2 separate regions of the Anser cygnoides genome follow, and region 1 is linked to region 2. Evidence: chromatin contacts called from public Hi-C data. All regions are on one chromosome and are shown on one strand. Each heading gives the region's core, a stretch centred on a gene start, on an enhancer-like site or on the middle of the called end of the contact. The rest is flanking DNA. Distances are from core to core; before and after follow the strand shown.

Evidence for each region. Hi-C and Micro-C count contacts between places; a contact is called where the count stands out from the background.
Region 1: a contact with region 2 is called in a Hi-C map of liver, with 1.8 times the contacts expected there. The contact joins the promoter of LOC106036308 here to the promoter of LOC106048544 in region 2. A contact is called at or near these places in 2 of 7 Hi-C or Micro-C datasets (both in liver).

The regions. Positions count from the first base shown.
Region 1 is chrZ:64,478,677-64,485,857 of Taihu_goose_T2T_genome, forward strand. LOC106036308 (avidin-like) reads left to right here and starts at 2,082. Exons shown (of 4, transcript XM_066988761.1): 1 at 2,082-2,176; 2 at 2,351-2,564; 3 at 3,474-3,594; 4 at 3,662-3,821. The coding sequence starts at 2,105. The coding sequence ends at 3,695. It overlaps GBA2 (glucosylceramidase beta 2), which reads left to right. Exons shown (of 17, transcript XM_066988751.1): 16 at 324-515; 17 at 596-1,419. The coding sequence ends at 907. LOC106036394 (avidin-like) reads left to right here and starts at 6,404. Exons shown (of 4, transcript XM_048052298.2): 1 at 6,404-6,753; 2 at 6,850-7,051. The coding sequence starts at 6,682. It overlaps LOC106036395 (a long non-coding RNA gene), which reads right to left. Exons shown (of 3, transcript XR_010827909.1): 3 at 3,470-5,530.
Region 2 is chrZ:64,183,386-64,190,304 of Taihu_goose_T2T_genome, forward strand. LOC106048544 (phospholipid-transporting ATPase ID-like) reads left to right here and starts at 3,264. Exons shown (of 28, transcript XM_066987982.1): 1 at 3,264-3,386.

The DNA.
Region 1 (7,181 bases), core at 832-3,331, 290 kb after region 2:
TTGAAATCAGTGAAAAGCGAGCCCTGATTTCTCTTCTTCCACTGAGCTGAATATAAATTTCCATGTCCGTAACTGGGAATTCAAACAGGGCAAGTCCGAGTGTGGCCAGCCTGTCACCAGCTTTGGCCGGTGGCTTTGGGGGTTTGTGGACCATGCATGCTGGAGGTGTCCCCTGCCTCCACCAGGAAGCAGGCACGAAGTTCTGCATCTCCCCTGAGCAGCTGCTTTTCTCAGGGGAAGCAAAAGGCTTTTTGCTGGCGTTCTCCATCCCGTTTCTTACGGAGAAGCTGCTCCCTGGCCACCAAGCCTCTCTCTCCATGCAGGTCTTCCCCAAGAGCCACGTTATCAGCGCCCTGCAGACCATCTTTGAGAAGAACGTCATGGGCTTCGCCGGCGGCACCATGGGGGCGGTGAACGGCATGAGGCCCGACGGCGTGCCCGACACCTCCAGCGTGCAGTCCAGCGAGGTGTGGATCGGCGTCGTCTACGCCTTGGCCGCCACCATGATCCAGGAGGTGAGGGGAGGTGCCGCGGGTGGAGGTGGCTGGGGTCCTCTCCAGGCGGTGCAGATGCTGATGGTTTCCTCTTCCCCCAGGGGATGGTGCAGGAGGGCTTTCACACAGCCGAGGGCTGCTACCGCACGGTGTGGGAGCAGCTGGGCATGGCCTTCCAGACCCCCGAAGCCTACTGTGAGAAGAAAGTCTACCGCTCGCTGGCTTACATGCGGCCCCTCAGCATCTGGAGCATGCAGCTGGCCCTGGAGAGCCGCGTTGGCCGGGCACCCTGTGCCCCCCCGGCCTCCTCCAGCCCTGTGCCTGGTGGCACCGAGCAAAGCATTGGGGATAGCCCGGGCCCGGTGGCCTCGGCTGGAAGGCAGGGACCTTGTCCTGTGCCTCCCTCTCTTTAAGGATGCTCAACTTGCCCTTTCCTTCCCTACCTCCTCAGCCCCTAAGCTACCTGCCTCTCCCCTTGGGGGGGCTCCCGGCCCCTCCTTCTGCACACGAGGGGGCCGGAGGCACGCGTTGCATCCCATCACCCCTGCGGCCGATGGGGAGGTGCTGCTGTGCCCTGTGCTGTCCCCTCCCCGGTGCTCCGGCAGCCTGCAGGACCCCCCCCCTGCACCCCTCGTGGCCAGGAGCAAGCGTGACCTCTCCTGCAGGCTGTGGCTGGTAGGGTACGGGGCCGGGTGCAGGATGCACCACCCGCACGTAGACACATGGATGCTGTAATGCGCGGCTCCCCGGGCTGACCCCCGCAGCTGGGGGGGGTCCGGCTGGAACAATCCCTGGGGGGCCGCTGACAATCCCAGCCCCGACAGCGCCTGGCCTGGTCTGGCACCGTGCCGTGAGCCGGGGCGGGCAGGGGAGCAGGTTTTAGAGGATGATTATTTTAAGTTCTTAATAAACTACTGTCCAGCTGTCTGTCTTGTGCTGCCTGGGGTGGGAGCAGAGGGGGGGGTCTTGCCCTGAAGGTTGGTGATGGGAACTAGAAGTGAACAAGAATGCACCAAAAGGTACCGAAATGCCACCAGGCCGCGTGGGAGGCTGCTGGGGCTGGCCCAGTGACCAACGTGTCACCAGCTCCTGGGTCTGAGGTACCGGGGACAATGTGGCTCCTGCAGTCACGCACTGACGGCACCAGCAACGACTGGAAAGCCACCAGGTGGGGCAGGGCAGGGGCACGGGGCCTGGGCAGCGACCCGCTGGGCACGGTGCTCTGCACCCCTGGCACCAGAGCGGGACACGGAGGCATGTGTGCCCCCCCCCCCCCCCCCCCGCAGGGCCACAATTATGTTTCCCCCTCCGTCCCTGCAGGGTTGGCACCAAATCTTCACCTTCCTGCACCCCTGGGCGTGAGGGTGGCCCCACGGGGTCCCAGGCTGGTGACGGTGCACTGGATCCCGTGACCCCTGCCCCGTGGCGTGGCGGCACCAGCAGTGGCACCCACGTCACGGCGTCCCCTGTGCCACCACAGGCGGTGGCCCGTCACCACCGGGTGACCCTTGGCGGGAGGCCCAGAGGCACCGCGCAGCCCCCGCCGCTATAAACGGGGCCGAGCGGGGCCGGAGCTGCGCAGGCAGAGCCCGGCACCGGCAGGCGCGGCCATGGGGAGCCTCTGCTGCTGCCTCCTGCTCGCCCTGGCCCTGCTCGGCCTCCGCCCCGCTGCCGCTGGGAAGGTGAGGGCTGCTGGGGGCCTGCCCGGCCGTGCCGTGCCGTGCTGAGCTGTGCTGAGCCGTGCCGTCATGGGGGGGTGAAGCACATCTGGCTCTGGGGTTGTGTGGTTTCGGGGTTGCGTGCTTGTGCCGTGCCGTGCCGTGCCACACCGCCCTGTGCTGTCCCCCGGTCCCCAGTGCGACCTGCAGGGCCTCTGGAGGAACGAGCTGGGCTCCAACATGACCCTCTTGGCCCTGGACATGGACGGGACCTTCTCCGGCTCCTACCACACCGCGGTGGCAGCCACCGACAAGCAGATCCTGGTGTCCCCTCTGCAAGGAGTCCTGCAGCCCCCCGGCACCAAGGGGCAGCAGCCCACCTTCGGCTTCACCGTGCAGTGGCAGTTTGCAGGTATGGCAGCGCTGGCATGGTCCTGTGAGAAAAATCTCAAATAATTTTCTTCAGACAGGATCTTCTGTGAGGCTATTTTATTCATGATTGCAATGGCGGGCGTCCTGCCAATTAGGAGTGCATTTTTGTAAACAAATCATAACCTTTTATTCCCTATTACCCAACACCTGATCACCTCCCCTGTTTCCTCATGCCTGAGTACTACAGGCTCACAAGCTACTCAACACTCTTCTATACCATATATGTACGATTTCTCTTTTTTTCAACCCTTTATTTTCCCCTTTCTTATGTATTGAGAACGTGTGATCTTTGTTTTACTGTTCTCACACTGCTCATCCTGTTTTTCTCAAGCTTCCACCTTATTTTGGAACAGTGAGGCCTTCTACTGTCCACTTATCTACTTAGCATTTCTCTTTGTTATGACTACACAATTATCTCGGAATACAGAAAATTAGCTCTCTACTGCAAAAACACAACTTTGTTTCTCACAGTCCCGGGGCAGCCAGCGAGCGCTGTTGCCCGTCTGTCTGTCTGTCTGTTGGGGGGTTTTCATAGGACTGTCTGTCTGCCCTGGCAAAGGGGAAGGTGGCCAGGGTGTTCGTCTGTTTGTCTGTGGGAAAGGGCAGGGGTGTCCGTCTGTCTGGGAGCCGCAGTAGTGGTGTCCATCTGTCTGCCCAGGGGAGGGATAAGGGGTGTCTGTCTGTCCATAGGAAAGGGCAGGGCTGGTGCCCGTCTATCTGTCCGGGTGATGGGGAAGACTTGCACCCTGGGCGCATGGCAGGGAGGTCCGTCTGTCTGCCCAGGACATCTCGCAGGGGCGTCTGTCTGTCGGAGGGAGGTGGCCCAGGCTGCCCCGCTCGGAGCCACCAGCGCTGAGCCCCCCTCCGCCCCCCGTTTCACCCAACGCAGACTCCACCACCGTCTTTGTGGGCCAGTGCTTTGTGGACCGCCGCGGGAAGGAGACGCTGGAGACCGCCTGGCTCCTGCGGGAAGGGGTCCCCTCCCGCAGGGACGTCTGGAAGGCCACCAGGTGAGCCCAGCCCTCGCTGCCACCCGGCAGCGCCCACTCCCACCCCACTGACACCGCTTCTCCGCAGGGTTGGCACCTCCGTCTTCACTCGTGTCAAGTGACTGGGACCCAGCCGCCTGCGCCCCGCGGTCCTGGGGCTCTCCGTTGTCCTGCTGCCCACCGGCTCCCTCCCAGCGCCTCCCAGCGACCCCGCACCACGAGCCAAATAAACCCTCCTGTGCTCAGCAGAGCTTTGCCCTGTGTGTCTCTGTTACTTCCCTGCAGCCGAGCTCGGTGGAGGAGGCAGGCAGGGGTCCATCCCCTTAACAGGGACAGGATGAGGCTGTGACACAGCCATCGAGGCGTTTATTCCCCTGGCAGCACCCAGGGCACACCTGGCCATGGGACAAGTGCCCTCCGTGCATGCCCGAGCAGTCCCTTCACTGAGTGCTGTCTGCCTCAGAGCACCCTAATGCCAGTGGGGACAAGGTCCCTGGTGCCAGCAGCCAGGGCGCTGCGCCCGCAGCCCGACGGACAGTGGGGACAGCAACTGGGTCAGTGGGCAGTGGGGGACGCACGCTTACAGTGACTGCCGGCTGCTGCAAGTGAAAAATTCACTCCTGCACGCTCCTTCCACTCCTATCCATGCGCAGCATTTGGTCCAAGGATCTGCTTCAAAGGAAGGCGAGAGTTAGGAAAAGGGGCCGCGGGCTGGCCGAGGCAGTTGCCACCCGCACTGCACACTGCAAACTGCTCCAGCACGGGTCCCCCACGGGCAGCAGCTCCCCCCAGACCCCCTGCTCCTGTGTGGTCTCCTCTCCACGGGCTACAGCTCCGGCCCAGAATCTGCTCCAGCAGGGGTCTTCCACAGGCCGCAGCCCCCGTCGGTGCAGGTCCACCTGCTCCACCGTGGTCTCCTTCACGGGCTGCAGCGCGGAACCCTGCTCCACCGTGGTACTCCATGAGCTGCAGGGGGACAGCCTGCTTCACCATGGGCCTCACCACAGGCCGCAGGGGACTTCTGCTCTGGCGCCTGGAGCACCTCTCCCCCTCCTCCATCACTGACCTTGGCGCCTGCAGGGCTGTTCCTCACTCCTCTCACTCTCCCAGCTGCTGTGAGGTGCAGATTTTTTATTTTTTTCCCCCTGTCTTAAATATGCTCTCACAGAGGCGCAAAACAACATCGCTTATTGGCTCGGCTCCGGTCAGCAGCGGGGCCCTTACCTAACATGGGGCAGCTTCTAGATCCTTCTCACAGAAGCCACCCCTATGGCCCCCTGCTACCAAAACCTTGCCACATAAACCCACTACTCGGAACCCCAAGTCCTCAGCACCCAACACCTCAGCACCCAACTTCTCAGCGCCCACCACTTCGGATGCCAGCGGGGCTCCGTGGGTGGCTGCAGCACCCCAGGGCCGGCCCTTTCCCGTGGCTCCCTATCAGCTGCACACCAAAACCAAGCTTTCCGGAAGGGTCAGCCTTGTCCCCAGCGTGGGGGCCGCTGTCCTCAATGCCATCAGGACGTCACCAACCACAGCGCGCCCGTGGGCTGTGCCAGATGGGTGAGCCAGCAAGGGCAGGCTCCCTTACCTTCTGGCCTCGTCCTCCATGCTGGAGCAGCACACGGGTATCATACTGGACCAGCACCACCCGCACTGCACACAACTACACATCCTTCCTGACCGAAATACGCACATGAAACCCAACATGAGCACATACCTCCTGGTTTCCCAGCCTGTTTCCTAGCCCTGTAGGCATACACCCTCCCTCCTACCCTGGCCCACAGCAGTTGGCCCAGCACCCCCCGCCCACGCACCCACACACATCCTTCAAGTCAGCAGATTACATCCTTGCAGCAAAGCAGAAAGGAAATCTACTGACAATGGGCGATGTTTTCATTCAGTCTAGTTGTTTCCTTTTCATGACCTTTCATGCGCTAACTCGTGAAAGGATTCCCTGAAAAAAAAAAAAACAAAAGAATTAGTAGTATTAATCAGTGTCTCAAAACTGAATCCGTCAGTGCCCAGCACCTCAGTGCCCAAAATCTCAGCACTCAGCTGCAGGCAGGTGAGGAAACCACTCCGGCCAGATTCCCCGCAGGTTGCTTCCTGCCTCCCGGAGCTGGAGTGCCATCAGGGTAATGTGATAAAGGCAGCCACAGCCTAGTGCTGAGGTGGGAGAGGAGCTTTCGAGCAGCAGGCGAGCCTCCCCTGCTCTCCTTCGCTGGCTTCTCAGGAGGGTCTTGCAAGAGCCTGAGCTGCCCCGTCCCCAGCAGCTGTACGGGTGGCAGGGGTGGTGGGGTTTCAGCTGGCCAACCTCCCCTGCTTCATCCTTGAAAATATCAAATTGCAATCTGGTGGAGGAGGAGGAGGTGTCTTGGTATAGAGCGTGTTCAATACGAATCAAAACATCTCAAGCAAGGTTCCTGTCGCATTGGTGAATGAACCTGATGCCTCTGGCTCTGCAGCAGCGGAGGGAAGGCAGTGGAGAACGTTACCTAAGCCCCTTCCTTGCGCTGACCCCCTTTCACTGCCAACTGCTGCCTGCCCCAACTGAAATCAGAAAACAAATCACGATTACCATGTATCTCCTGGTTTCCAACCTATTCCCCGGGCTTGCAAGCCCTTGCAGCAGCTCTGGTCCCAAGTTTGCTTTGCATGATGGAGCTGGGAAGGAGGAGCGGGCTGGGGCATTGATGCTGACGTCCCCGGGGGGGCTGGTATTGATGTTGCCGGGCACCCCCTGTGCAGCCTGGGCATGGCCCCAAGGCAGCCAAGGGGCAGCAGAAGGACGGGAGCATCCTCCCCAAAAAGAGTTTTCCCTGGCTGAGCCTCTGTGCTGCCAGCCTCCCCGCAAGGCTCTGGTTAAACACCAGCAAGGAGGGACAGTTTCAACATCGGATTTTGGGAATCTCTATCTGCAACCACATCTTGTAGGGGTGGGAATGGCCCATCCATGGTGGAACCACCCCGATTGTGCAACCAAGCCCTGGGCAGAGCTGACACACCCGCAGCCCCACGGCAATAAAAAGGCGAGGGAGCAGGCGGCGGGCAGAGCCGTGCAAGGAGCACAGCCCGGGCACGGCCGCCTGTCCGCCTGCTGCAGAGATGGTGCCGACGACCTCCCTCCTGCTGCTGCTCAGCCTGGCTCTGCTGGCCCCTGGCCTCTCTGTCGATCAGGTAAGGTGATGGGGATGGGGATGGGGATGGGCAGTGGGGCTGCTCCCCTGGGGGCTCCCCTGCCTCCTGCCCGGTGCTGAGCCCCCTCTACCCCAGTGCAAGCTGACCGGGAACTGGACCAACGACCTGGGCTCCAACATGACCATTGGGAATCTGAGCTCCAAAGGCGAGTTCACCGGCACCTACCACACGGCTGTGACAAGCACGACACAACAGATCAAACTGTCACCTCTGACAGGAATCCAGCACAACAACACCCAGCCCATTTTTGGCTTCACTGTCAACTGGACTTTTACAGGTTCTTCTCCTCTCCTTGCGGTGTCCCCAGTGCTCCCATCCACTCTCTGTGCTTTCTTCTTCTGCTCTGCCCTCCCCTGTGGTGTCCTGATGCTCTGCATCCCTGCCCTGTGCCAGCCTTGAGGCTCTCC
Region 2 (6,919 bases), core at 2,014-4,513:
AGCTGATATTATTGCCATATGGCTTCAAACATGGCCTCTACATGCTTCCAAGAGACACAGGCTGCAGCCATAAAAGTGGCTAACTAAGAAGTTGACCTCACCTAGACCCTTGCATTCACTATCCCATGGGTTGTGCCAACACAAGTCTTTGTGCGACCAAGTTTTGAACTCAGCTGCTGAAAAGCTCTGTTGTCACTGTTTGTATTGTGCTGACATTGTCTTAATGCCTGCGGCAGGGAGGCAGATAAGGCAAACAACCCGACTGAAAATGCAAACATGTACTTTTTTTTCCTTTTTTTTTTTTTTTTTCCTCTAAATCAGCTCCCAGTCTGAGGATGTGGACAAACGGGAGCTTCTGGAGGTGGTTTTCGTGTCAAAGGCAACGTCTCATGAAACTGCGCTAGTGGTTTGTGGCATAACCACATTGTTAGCAGGGAGATTTGTACCCAACAGCTCTGAACTAAGGCGTCCTTAACTCAAAGTGCCCATTTCTCTTCACACTCAACCGGTACATGTTCTTAGGCATTCAGTTATATATTACTGACAAACTGCACCGTCTTTGCGGCCTGCATGGCAGGCCCTAGGGAATGAAGGGCTGGCCCTTGTCCAAAATGTTGGGTGAAATCACACAGCTGATGGATGCATCTGTGTTTTAGGACAGTCATCAGTTAGAGTGGTTTTGTCCTTCTTGCTTGGATCTGCAGGAGCTCCAAACCTCGTTTTCTTCTGCTTCATCTACCAGTGCTACGCTGAACTTTCTCATTCCGGGAAGGTTGGTGCCCCCACTGCTGGAACCGCCGTGAGAAATCACTAGAGGTCTGTCCTTTGCCACATCCCTTTCCCAGCACACTACAGCCATAGGAGGAAGCCACAACACAGCAGGAGGTTTCTAAAGCAGAACTTCAGCATGGAGAAATACTTTCAGTAGGTCTCTACAAACAGACTGTATTCACAAAGGACAAGGGAGATAGGTTAGCAATCTCACCTATGGTTTAGAACCTGGAGACAGGCAGAAGATGGGGAACGCTCCCTGCTGTGTTGTATTTTGTGAAGGGAAAAAACACCTTTTGGAAGCATTTCTCTGCAAGAAAGCTTTGGGGAAGAGTGAGGGAGGTTAAGGGAGGAGCAAATTGTGTATGTGCTTCTTGCAAAATGATTTTCCATTAGGCAGCAGCACGTCTTTCTTTCCCCCTGAAATATTGCATCATTCTTAAACAGTAGCTCTTTAACTCCAAACAAAAGGAGTTCTCATGCAGTGAAAGCTTTAATCTCAAGCTGTACTTTTAGTTCTAAATTATTAGCCATTGTTAATTTGAAGTTATTTTTACTTTAGTGACCAAAACAGCACAGACAGGAAAGAATTGTAATTTTGCGTATCCTCCAAGACTGACTGTGAACGCTGTGTAAAAGTCTTCCTACCAGCATGCAGACTCAGAGGCACAGTGCTTGGTGGCAAAATGCTAGCAGGAGAGGATGGCATGTTAGTATTGATATTAACTGAATCCTGCTGTATTGTGGCATCTCTCTCTCTCTCTCTCTCTCTCTCTCTTTTTTTATTCCCTTTAGAAACCATTTTTCTGTTTTAAAAATAGTGTGATGTACCAGTGCTAGAACCTGAAAGTGAGCAGAGAAAAGCTTATTCACTTCTACCTCCCAGAGAGGGTGAAGAGTCCCTTTTTTAAAACTGTTCTTACCAGGACTTTGAGATAACTTATGCTCTTTTTACCTCTGAGAGGATTAACACTTCTCACGCACTGAGATGTCATCAATGTGTTTCTAAATGCCTCGTAGTCCTCGATGCCTCCTACTTGATCTCTTGAGGAAGTAAAGAATTATTATTCCCTTTTATGAATAAGAAAACAGAAGTTAAAGCAGTAACAAGTGACTTGCCCAGAATCTGTCACAGGTGCGAGGATGGATTTGAGCCTCATTTCACTGTTTGCTCAGTTTGCTGTCCTTCCTTCTTTCAATGCTTGCATGAACCTATTAGTCATAACCACGGCCCATTATCTGCTGGGAGAACGTTAAATAAAGCAGTAAGCTTTCACTGCCATGTTTGTAATCCTATCTGCTGCACTGAAAACCAAAGAATTTAATTTGAAAAAAGCTACAAAGAGTAGTGGTACGGACAAGTCTCTTCATTAGCTGGGAACAAACCACATACAAAAAAATCCCAACCAAACAGACAAGATGGTTAAGGAGATGTGAAGTACCTTTTAAAAAGCCTTCTATGTTAATAATTTAGCATGTTGCAAGGTACGTCAACATTAAATATATATGTATTTTTTAATGTATTTAAACCTGACACTAATTCTGAATTTTTCAGACAGAAGATGTCATCAGCCCTAAAAGTAGGTGGAAAAACAGCCCACAGGAGCAAATCAAAGCTTGTGAGTTAGCAATGGGGGTTTGTATTGCAGGAAATTGCAGGAAAATCTGCAATGCTGGTATGGTTTGATAAATGTCACTTAGATTTTTTTTTTTTTAAATCTTAAGTGTTCATATTACATACTACCCCATTTGTGCTTAAGTGATTTTTTTAGACTAGCTCTGTCTCTTCTCTACTTCAGAATTATTTTTGTTGCTTTTTTTTTTTTTTTAAAGAATAAATAGGGCACTGAAGTAAATAATTGTGTGTCAGAAGTTGAACCTCTGTGCTTTGTTAGCATAAGCATGGCAGCCAGAAGCCTGCATCAGGATCCTGTCATACTCAGGGCTATAAACCCCTCAAATACTTGATTATGCCACTGAAGTTGCATACATTTTGTAAGTCTGTATGGGAGGTAGTGAAATGTCTAGTCTTTGAGAAAAAACATGTTTTATGTTTGAAATACTCAACCTGTGAAAAGAAAATAAGTCTGCTGGCTGCACAAAGTTGAGCACAATGTCTTGTTTGCGTCTCTGGCTACTGCTTTGGCTGCAGCAATGAGCACAAGCAGGGTTTTAAGGTCGCATTACTCTCAGATGAAATATAGAGTCCTGCCTATGGTATAAACCTTTTTTAATACCTGATGTCATACCCAAGTCCAAGGATCAATCGCTTTTTATTTACTCAGTGCAACGCAGTGCCATGTTCCACCCACGGCTTTGGGAACTTTGCCTTTTCTCTTGCAGCCATTACTGAGTACACGAAGCACACTGAGACATCCTGCAGCTCCTGGATCACATTCAGCCTGTCCCTGCGCGGGTTTACCTCCAGATCCTGGAAAGCGTGGTGCTCCCTAGCGAGCTTCGCAGCTCCGCTGGGGAGAAGCCTGGCATGCTCTGCTGAATAATCCTCTAGGGTTTTTAAAAGAAGCCGCAGCTTTTTGTGTGGTGCTGAAAACAATCCTTCTGCTTGTCTTGGCAAACAGCTTCAGATAGAAAAGACGACAGAGAACAGCCAGGTAGGCCAATTTCTTCTTCTGGAAGAGAAGTAAAGCCTTGAATAGGTGTCTGGATTTCAGGCGTTTTTGCTGTGTGTTTGTTTTTTTCTTCTTTTGCATACTGGATTTTTCTGCACCTGTAAATGCTGGGTCTGGAGAAGAACAGGTCGTGTGCCTAAGTTTTCTTTATGCAGTGCCAGCTTTACTGTGTGAGTGACAAACAGAAGTAGAGGGAGTTTGGACCACAGAAGCGAGGCTTTAAAAAAGTTTTCCAATGGCGGTGGGAAAGCACATGTTCATTTTGCTGGCTTTGGATCTAGGCCCCTCTTCTGCCTCCCTGAAGGGAGATCCAGACCTCTTCTCCTCTGTGTGCCTACACCTAAAATGTTCTCAGTGTTGTCGTTGCTGATGGCAACTGCATTCTAGTTTAACAGCGAAGACATGAAAAATGGGAACATCTTACCTCCATCAGGAGAGGTTTTGCATTGTAACTGGCTCCAGAGAAGATGTGCTCTAGCTCAGAGTGGGAGATGAGTCAATTAATGAGTGTTGTTTGCTGGCCTGTTGTACAGTAAGTGATAAATGGTCTCCTGACTTTAAAACTGGAGGGTGTAAGCCTAGAAGGCCAACTGGTGGACACCCAAAGACTATGAATGTGAAGAACTGGTTAGATGAAACACATCCAAAGTTTCTTCTGCACTACAGAGAAAAATGGCCACTTCTCCCCCAGAATCCTGTCTTATCTGACATAGGATATCTTCTGCCTTTCCCTCGTATTTAATACTAGTTTGACTTTTAGCCCAGCAGTAAGACACTCTACACATGACAATTTGGGTATCCTGACACAAGCAAAAGTCCAACAGAAGCCTGCATGAGATTTGCTAAATGAGTTCACAAGGGAGAGGACTTTTTATACGCTAAAATTAACTTTCTGCACTAACCTTTATGTATATCTCTGCAAATTATATTTTATTTCAAAAATAGTATTAAAAGGAAAGGTTAAGGCCATACTATCAGTGATAGAGGCACTCTTTATATCTTTGTTACTCAGCTGCAAACCATCAGAGCAAAATATCCTGTGGTTCACGTTACAGGAGAAGCTGTTTACTTCCTTTTGAGTGAATGCCTTGTTTTTCTTAGTGATAAAAGCTCTCTGCGGCTCTCTCTTTAGTCAAATGTGTGACTTGCTGCACTTTAGCTTTGGTTCTAATTCTTAGGATATTCACAACCTACTATGTTTTAGCGTTACTGAAAGTCACTATTCCAGGCTTAAGCAAAAAAGTTACTGAAAGGAAAGGAGCACGCTAATTTGCTGATATCAAAGTAGAGCATTTTTGCTGGGAGAGTAACTCACTTCAAGTCAGGCTGGAAATCTGCTTCCAGCATCATTGGAAGGTCCATCACTGCATTGGAGAGACTGCTGTGTGCTTGTTGGAGGCACACTTGCCATGCACTTGGTGTAACAGTGCTTAATCTGGAGATCTGTCTGATCCTTTACACTTGTGGGTCCAGCCTAGGACCCCTTAATGTTTGCATGTGCTCAGCGTTGGCTCCAGGAGGAGCAGGACTAGATTATTCTATGTGTGTAGGGTGATATGATGGTGATATTTTTAGATATGAAAATGATTTTTCCATCTCAAAAGTTGAATTGTGTAGTTTGCCAGTGCTTCCAAAGCTGTATCCCAAGCAGGACCATTGTTAGGAGGAAATGCAAGGAGATCACGGTCTTTGCTTTTCCTTGTATGGAGAACAGCAGTGTGAGAGTCTTCCACCAAGGCTGGGAAACACAACAGTGAATCCAAGGTCAAGACCGGGCACATGCCCTATGGACAAAGCCAATTACTGCAGCCTGTAGATGAACAAGGCTCCTTTTCACTTTCCCTGATACAACCCAGGGGCCTCTGTGCCCTGCCCCCATCCGTAGGTAATTCAGCGTTATGCTTTCATCCATTGCTTCCTACCTGCTCCATTGTTCATTATCCTGAGTTTACTGGGACTTGTAGTTACTACAGGTTGTGGTTTCAGTGACCACCTGGATTACCCACTAGTTAAACATCGAGACCGTCACTTTCTTTTCCCTGCCCTTTGATAAGAGTTGTTGTTTTGTGCAATTTATACTGCTGTTGTTGTAAGGAATGTTGCCAACACTTTCTCCACTGGCCATTTCACTTCTTGGACAAATAAGATTCAGTTTACTTTTCCATCTTAAATCTGTACTGGTGGCTTTATAACAGTACAAAAGATATGGATACAGCCATGAGGGGAGTGAGAACAATTATTTTGCTTAACTTATGGTTTGTTTCAACAGACTGCTGTGTTGTAGCCTGATTAGGATTGCCCTCCCTGCTATTTTCTTCTAGACCCTTCTGTCAGTGGTGCAGTGCCCTTGTAGACGTGGAGGCACTCTCTGTCTCTGAGTGTTTCTTCCCAAAGGCTCCAGCTCCGCACGGGGGTGGGATGGCTGATGTGCTTCCTACTTCCCACATCTCCTGAAGGCTGCTCTCCCATAACCAAGTCATCCAGACAGGCGTGCATCTCCTCCTGAGTAGTTGTAACTTCTAGGAGCTGTCATCCAAACAGAAATTGATGATTCATGTTTATTTGCAAGTCTGTAAGCCATGGCTACCCTGATTAACACCGTCTTAAGTTGTATCCTCTTACTTTTGCTAGCTTGCCTTCACTGCTCCCTTTGGTTAGCCCTGAAGTGGTTGGGCAGTTGGACTTGGCCTTTTTAGGTCCCTTCCAATGGAACTATTCTGTTCTGTTCTGTTCTGTTCTGTTCTGTTCTGTTCTGTTCTGTTCTGTTCTCTTCTCTTCTCTTCTCTTCTCTTCTCTTCTCTTCTCTTCTCTTCTCTTCTCTTCTCTTCTCTTCTCTTCTCTTCTCTTCTCTTCTCTTTTCTTCTACTCTACTCTACTCTACTCTACTCTACTCTACTCTACTCTACTCTACCCTACTCTCCCTAAGTGCCTTCCTTAATTTTATTTTCATTTGTATTTGTATTTGTATTTGTATTTGTATTTGTATTTGTATTTGTATTTGTATTTGTATTTGTATTTGTATTTGTATTTGTATTTGTATTTGTATTTGTATTTTTCCTTCGGATGCTTGTAAGAGGCTCTAGGGAGGCCCCTTCTTGTTTCAGTAACAAACAAGACTAGAAACATGTACCAAAAATGGACAGACCTGATCATAGTTGTAGGACGCTTATAAGATGAGCTGCAGACTGAAGCCAGCCTCCAAGAAACTGCTCATTCAAATCTTTCCACCACTAATGAATGGTAAATGCTGGAGGCAGCCTGTGGATTTTGAAATGCAGCAGCAGCAACCACAACTATAAAGGGGTCAGTAGACACCACATAGATCCAACGCAGAATATCTTTCTTGTGTGCCTGCTTTCCAGCCTTTGAACACTGGGGTCTGTTGTGGAGCTGTTCTGAGCAACAGATGCATTGAGTAAATATTTCAGACTTATAAAACTTTTGAAATAATATTTAATATATAATTGGGATCAACGCTAGAGTGCCATTCCAGATGTTGATTAATGAAGCAATAT